Regions from separate parts of the Ornithorhynchus anatinus genome. Here region 2 is linked to region 1. A link is a contact called in public Hi-C data. All regions are on one chromosome and are shown on one strand. Each heading gives the region's core, a stretch centred on a gene start, on an enhancer-like site or on the middle of the called end of the contact. The rest is flanking DNA. Distances are from core to core; before and after follow the strand shown. Region 1 overlaps PLCB1 (1-phosphatidylinositol 4,5-bisphosphate phosphodiesterase beta-1). Region 2 holds the start of PLCB1 (1-phosphatidylinositol 4,5-bisphosphate phosphodiesterase beta-1).

Region 1 (3,166 bases), core at 616-3,115:
CTGATTTAGTCCATCAACCTTCTAATATGAGTCATCTTGTTTGCTTCTCGTATTTATTACCGCATTTACTTGTTAGTTTCAATGAGCGGAATGGAACAGGGCTCACGGATACTAGGCGTTCTCACCTTTGGCTTAGTAAACATATGCTTTTTTTCTTTGTAATAGCTTGAGTCTGGAGTTCCTCTTCCCAGCCCCATGGATTTAATGTATAAAATACTGGTGAAAAATAAAAAAAAATCTCACAAGTCTTCCGAAGGAAGTGCGAAAAAGAAGCTTTCCGAGCAAGCATCCAATACGTACAGCGACACGTCCAGTGTGTTTGAACCCTCGTCTCCTGGAACGGGTAAGTGATTACTGTAATCACCGTGGCGTGATCTCAAGGCTTCTGCAAGGGGAATCTCCATTTTACGAATGTCGAAACTGAGGCACAGAGAAGTTAAGAGACTGTGCAAGGACACACAGCAGGTAAACGGCGGAGCCGGGATTAAGACCCAGGTCCTCTGACTCCCAAGCCCGTCTTTGTCCCACTAGGTAATACTGCTTCTCATTTAGGAGTAGGTAACGTTATGCTGGAGGACAAAGAAATGAATTGGGAATCAGTAGCTTTGCATGGTATTCTTGGCTCACTTATATGAACTTGGACAAAGTTATGCCTCAGTCTCTGGGAGTTAACTGTGGAAAGTAAAGATTTATTTGATTTCATCTTGAAAATTCTGAGAGCACTTGGAGGTCCTTGGAGCTAGTTTGTGGAAGTCAGTATTTATTTTCTATGCAGCATTTGGTCCGGGATCATTACCTTCTCATCAAATTGGAGTCAATCTCAGCACCGACCTCTCACCCATGTCCTGCCTCTGGCCTGAAACACCCTCACTTTTCCTATCTGACAAACAGTTACTCTCCCCATCTTCAAAGCCTTATTGAAGGCACATCTCCCCCAAGAGACCGCCTTCCCTGACTAAGCTCTCTTTCCCTTATTTCCTACTCCCTTCTGCATCACCCTGACTTCCTCCCTTCATTCACCACCCCCACTGCACTTATGAATGTATCACTAATTTGTTTATATTAATGTCTCTCTCCCCCTCTAGACTGTAAGTTTGTTGTGGGCAGGGAATGGATCCATTAGACTGTTGTCTAGTACTTTCCCAAATACTTAGTACGGTGCCCTAAATATAGTAAGTGCTTTGGTAAATGTGATTGATTGGCTGATTGACATGGGACTTACCATCCAAATAGGAGGGAGAAGAGATATTTAATCCCCATTTTACATATAAGGAAACTGAGGCATAGAGAATTTGAACTCTCACCTATTGAGTTTAATGTAGTCTGTGGTTTAGTCTCTCTACACTTAGGTTTTTTAATGTATAGAGTGGAATAATAGCACTTAATCTTTCTTACCTCATTGCCCAACTGCTGAAAACTGTTTGGGGTCTTTTTATTTTTTGATCACTGTCATATTTTACATATCTGATGCCCATAAATTATTGAAAGACTTTGTATATGCCACTCAGTATTGGTGAGTAGACTCAGTCTGTGTACTGAAGTTCTTAGTAGTGTCAATGAAAATAACATTCAGCTTTTGAATCCTGGATTTAACATTTAAATTAATAAATATTTAATCATAATGCCTAAAGATGTTCAAGAGTTTCTGAAAGGCTTATTTTACCCTTAGGACTTAAATGTAAAGTTGAGCATAATAAATGATGCTCCTCCAGCTTCTAATTTGAAATGATTCCTTAAATAATAATTAGCTTGTGTTTCACTCTGGCAACTTCTGTTCTCTTCTCTATATCAATTTACCACCTCTGGTTCTATTTTTCTTCCTTATGAAAATAACCTATCATTAAATATTAAACTATTTGTTTTAGGCTCCTGTAACCTTTTAAATTCATATTTCTGCCTCTCTTCTGCCCAAGGATATATGTAAGAAAGAGACATTTAATGGATACTTCCCAGTTAAATATTTTGAATTAAATGGCAGTTTAATGCCCCTCAGAGCTCCTTGTAATTCTCTGCCTATTGATCCATGGATGTTGGCTACCTAAAAAGAGTATAAATTTTATGTTACCATCCACTTTTCCTACCACGAGGGTCTCTTGGAAATGGTCTTATTAACTTGGATGCATAACACAAATAATGAATTTCACAGGCAGTGAATGTTATTGCTTAATCTAAAAAAAAAAATCCCAAAACCAACAATCTGTTAGTAATTGAGTGGATTTCATAATACAGCCTAGAGCTGATTGTGCAATCATGTTCTTTTAGTCAATGGAAATTTGGGAAGTACTAAAATGGAGGTAGTTTAATGAATAAAGGACATTTCTCATTTGACATTTAAATTACCAAGCATTCATATCTTGATCAAGAAACATGAAAAGCATGAGTTAGGCCTGGTTCCATGGTTCTGTACCAAATTCCCAGTGATAACCATAACGATTATGGTATGTGTTAAGCGCTTACTATATGCCAGGCACTGCACTCATCGCTGGGATGGTTGCAAGCAAATCAAGATGGACACAATCCCTCTCCCATTTTGGGCTCACAGTGTCAATCCCCATTTTACAGATGAGGTAACTGAGGCACAGAGAAGTAAAGTGACTTCCCCAGATTCACAAAGCAGACAAGTGTCAGAGTCAGGGTTTGAACCCAAGACCGTGAACGCAGTGATCTTGAGTTTGGTCTATAGAATGAATCCCACAGTCAACGCTCTATTGTCAATCTGCCCGGACAAGAATTGAGGGCCAGAGGTTTGTTTCTGGTTAAAATGAGAATTTTGTCTCTGAGATAGCTTCCTCAAAAACAATTTAAGAGGCACGGTACTGGCAAGGAGAATATCTGTGGAAGCACGTTGCACATTTCCTGCCCCAAAGCTTGAATGTTCTTTGCTTAAATATAATTCTAGTATAAGTGTAATTTTTCCATTTGTAAACAAATATACTCTATTAATATGTGGGGAGGAGAAATATACTGTATATTTCATAAATAACCCTTAGGCAACAGCCTAAACAAATCATTGTGAAGCAGTTCATTCTTGTAACTGAGAAGTGCTAATGATCCATAACATGACCATATTCACCAGTGAGAAGGGGTTATGTGCTTTTATTGTGTACCATCTAGCATATTATTTACTTGACATGAATGATCAGTGGAAACTACTAAAGTTGTTCAC
Region 2 (3,188 bases), core at 654-3,153, 350 kb before region 1:
ATGCGGCTACTGAGGCACAGAGAATAATGAGAATGATGGCATTTTGTTAAGCGCTTACTACGTGCAAAGCACTGCTCTGAGCGCTGGGGAGGAGACAAGGTGATCAGGTTGTCCCACGTGGGGCTCCCGGTCTTCCACCCCATTTTACAGATGGGGAAACTGAGGCACAGAGCAGTTCGGTGACTTGCCCAACGTCAGCCAGCTGACAAGCGGTGGGGCCGGGGTTCGAACCCATGACCTCTGACTCCCAAGCCCGGGCTCTTCCCACGCCCTCAACGCCAGTATTAGCATTACCACCCCGGCCCAACTATGATTCCGAGATGATCAGGTCCGGACGAAGGTCGCGGAGCGCTTAGGACAGTGCAAGCGCTGAAGAACTAGGGTCGAACGAGCGAGGCTCAGGGCAAGGACTGAAAGGTAAAGGGCAGGGACTGTCTCTATCTTGCCGATTTCTCCATTCCGAGCGCTCAGTCCAGCGCTCTGCACAGAGTGAGCGCTCAATAAATACTATCGAGTGAAGGAATGAATGAATTTGTCCTTTCCAAGCGTTCAGTCCAGTGCGCTGCACGTAGTAAGCGCTCAATAAATCCTATTGAGTGAATGAATGAATTTGTCCATTCCAAGCGTTCAGTCCAGTGCTCTGCACTTAGTAAGCGCTCAATAAATCCTACTGAGTGAATGAATGAATTTGTCCATTCCAAGCGTTCAGTCCAGTGCTCTGCACGTAGTAACCGCTCAATAAATACTATTGAGTGAATGAATGAATGCATTTGTCCATTCCAAGCGTTTAGTTCAGTGCTCTGCACGTAGTAAGCGCTCAATAAATACTATCGAATGAATGGATGAATGAATGTGTCCATTCCAAGCGTTCAGTTCAGTGCTCTGCACTTAGTAAGCGCTCAATAAATACTATCGAGTGAATGGATGAATGCATTTGTCCATTCCAAGCGTTCAGTCCGGTGCTCTGCACTTAGTAAGCGCTCAATAAATACTATCGAGTGAATGGATGAATGAATGAATGAATTTGTCCATTCCAAGCGTTCAGTCCGGTGCTCTGCACGTAGTGAGCGCTCCATAAACCCTGTGGAATGAATCTGTCCATGCCAAGCGTTCAGTCCGGTGCTCTGCACGTAGTGAGCGCTCAGTAAATACTATTGAATGAAGGAATAGAGTGGAGGCCCCCGAGCGCGTCCCCCCCCCCCCCCCCCCGGCACCTTCCCAGGGCAGGTGGCCTGCAGGGACGCGAAGCCGCCGGACGGTGGCGCTGCTCTCCCGCCTCCCCGCGCCCGGGCCCCGGCCGGGAAAGTTGGGGCTCCGCGGCCGGCGGGGAAGAGGAGCGGCCCCGGAGGCCCGCGCGCGCGCGCCCGCCCGCGCGCCCGCCCGCCCCCCTCTGGCTCTGTGTGTGTGTGTGTGTGTGTGTGCGTGTGTGTGTGCGTGTGTGTGCACGCCTGTGCACCCCGGCTTCCCTCCCTCTCCGTCTACAGGAGGTGCTGAATGGTGCTCGGGAGCGCGGCGGAGGCTGCGAAGGAAAGCGGTGCGAGAGGCTGCAAAAAGCAGCGCCAGCAAAAGCGGCCACGGCGGCCGCAAAAGCAGCAGCAGCAGCAGCAGCAGGAGCAGCAGGAGCAGCCAAAGCAGCAGCAGCAGGAGCAGCTGCAGCAGCAGCAAAAGCAGCAGCAGCCAAAGCAGCAGCCAAAGCAGCAGCAGCGCCGGTCCGTGCACGGCTGGTCCTTGCCTTCTCTGCGGCCGCTGCGGCTCCACTGGCCCTCCGGGGCTATGGACCACCGCCTCCCCGTCGGACTCGCCCGCTGAGCTCTACCTCCCTCCCCTCCCGGGGACGAGGAGGAGGAGGAGAGGACGGGAGGGAGGAGGGACGGGCGCCCATCTCCTCGCCCATCTCCTCGCCCGGCCCCGGGCCCTCCCCGCGCCTGTCTCTGCCCCTGCCTCCCGCTCCGAAGCCTCCCCTCCTCGTCGGGGAAGCCTAAATGCGGGTAGATGGCCGGGGCACAGCCGGGAGTTCACGCTCTGCAGCTCAAACCCGTCTGCGTCTCGGACCACCTGAAGAAGGGCACCAAATTCGTCAAATGGGATGATGTAAGTAGGACCGTCGGGCTGCGGCTCCACTTCTCCGACGTGGCTCTCTCCCTCCGAGGGAGGGAGACGCCGGGGGTTAGGCCGTGGGGACGGCCGGTCGATAAGGGGCACGTAGTGAGCGCTTAACAAATACCGACCCGTTAAGGGTCGCCCCAGAGGGCACAGGTTGGAAAGGGGAAGGGCCCGGTGTGGCTCTTGCTTAATAGCTGCGAGCCCGGAGCAGGGCCCAAAGAGCCCAAGGGCTGGGGTGGCCCGGGGCCTGAACTTCAGGGGCCTCGACGGCCTCCTGTTTGACGCCATGGACCTCTCCACCCGCTGGCAAAGTGCACGCCCCAAATGAGGAGTCTCCAGATGGTTGCACAGCTCTCATTTCTCCCCAACTCCTTCAGAGATCAAGCACCGCCCGATGCCCCGAGTTTCACAGAACCCGGAGAGCTCGCTGCTTTTAATCGAGCCAACGGGCCACAGGTGGTTTGCTCCCCCCAGACGTTCAGGTGGCATCTTTTGGGGTGGGGGTCCCCCCCCCCACCCCAGAAGAGGGGTCATGAAATTGGGGGGAGAGGGGATCGACAGAAGGAGGAATTGGAGGGCCAGTGGCGTGACGGATGCCAAGCGTTTGGGAGAGCTCGAAGGTTTCTCCGTGAGAGTGTGGAAATGCTCTCCGTTGGGAAGTTATAATGTTGGTATTTGTTAAGCGCTTACTCTGTGCAGAGCGCTGGGGGAGATGCGGGGTCATCAGGTTGCCCCCCGTGAGGCTCCCGGTTAATACCCATTTTCCAGATGAGGTCACCGGGGCACAGGGAAGTGACCTCGCCCACTGTCACGCAGCTGACAAGGGGCAGAGCTGGGATTCGAACCCATCACCTCGGATTCCCAGGCCCGGGCTCTTTCCACCGAACCACGCTGCTTCTCAAGTTGCCCCCGCTGTGTACCTGCACGACTTAGTGGGGGTCGCCGAGGAGGCGGGCCGGAGTTCAAGTGGGAACGTTAGAGCCTCGAAGACTTGGATCGCCTTAGCCGAGTTGCCCTCCGTCAAGGACCGGGCGTTTGGCATCGACCTTTATCTTCGGTTTCCGAGGCTCTCCGGGATTTAGTCA

Evidence for each region. A called contact is a pair of places that touch in the nucleus more often than the background predicts.
Region 2: a Hi-C map of fibroblasts shows a contact between it and region 1, with 6 times the contacts expected there. The contact joins the promoter of PLCB1 here to the enhancer-like site in region 1. A contact is called at or near these places in 2 of 2 Hi-C or Micro-C datasets (fibroblasts and liver).

What each region holds. Positions count from the first base shown.
Region 1 is chr9:47,397,135-47,400,300 of mOrnAna1.pri.v4, reverse strand. PLCB1 (1-phosphatidylinositol 4,5-bisphosphate phosphodiesterase beta-1) reads left to right here. Exons shown (of 32, transcript XM_029071936.2): 14 at 166-343. Among named protein-coding and RNA genes, the nearest start is that of PLCB4, 190 kb to the right of the region's middle. Within about 2 kb of position 1,865, the one cell type or tissue checked has an H3K27ac peak away from gene starts, as active enhancers do. A contact at or near this core is called in fibroblasts, where this site is marked.
Region 2 is chr9:47,749,107-47,752,294 of mOrnAna1.pri.v4, reverse strand. It overlaps PLCB1 (1-phosphatidylinositol 4,5-bisphosphate phosphodiesterase beta-1), which reads left to right and starts at 1,903. Exons shown (of 32, transcript XM_029071936.2): 1 at 1,903-2,091. The coding sequence starts at 1,993.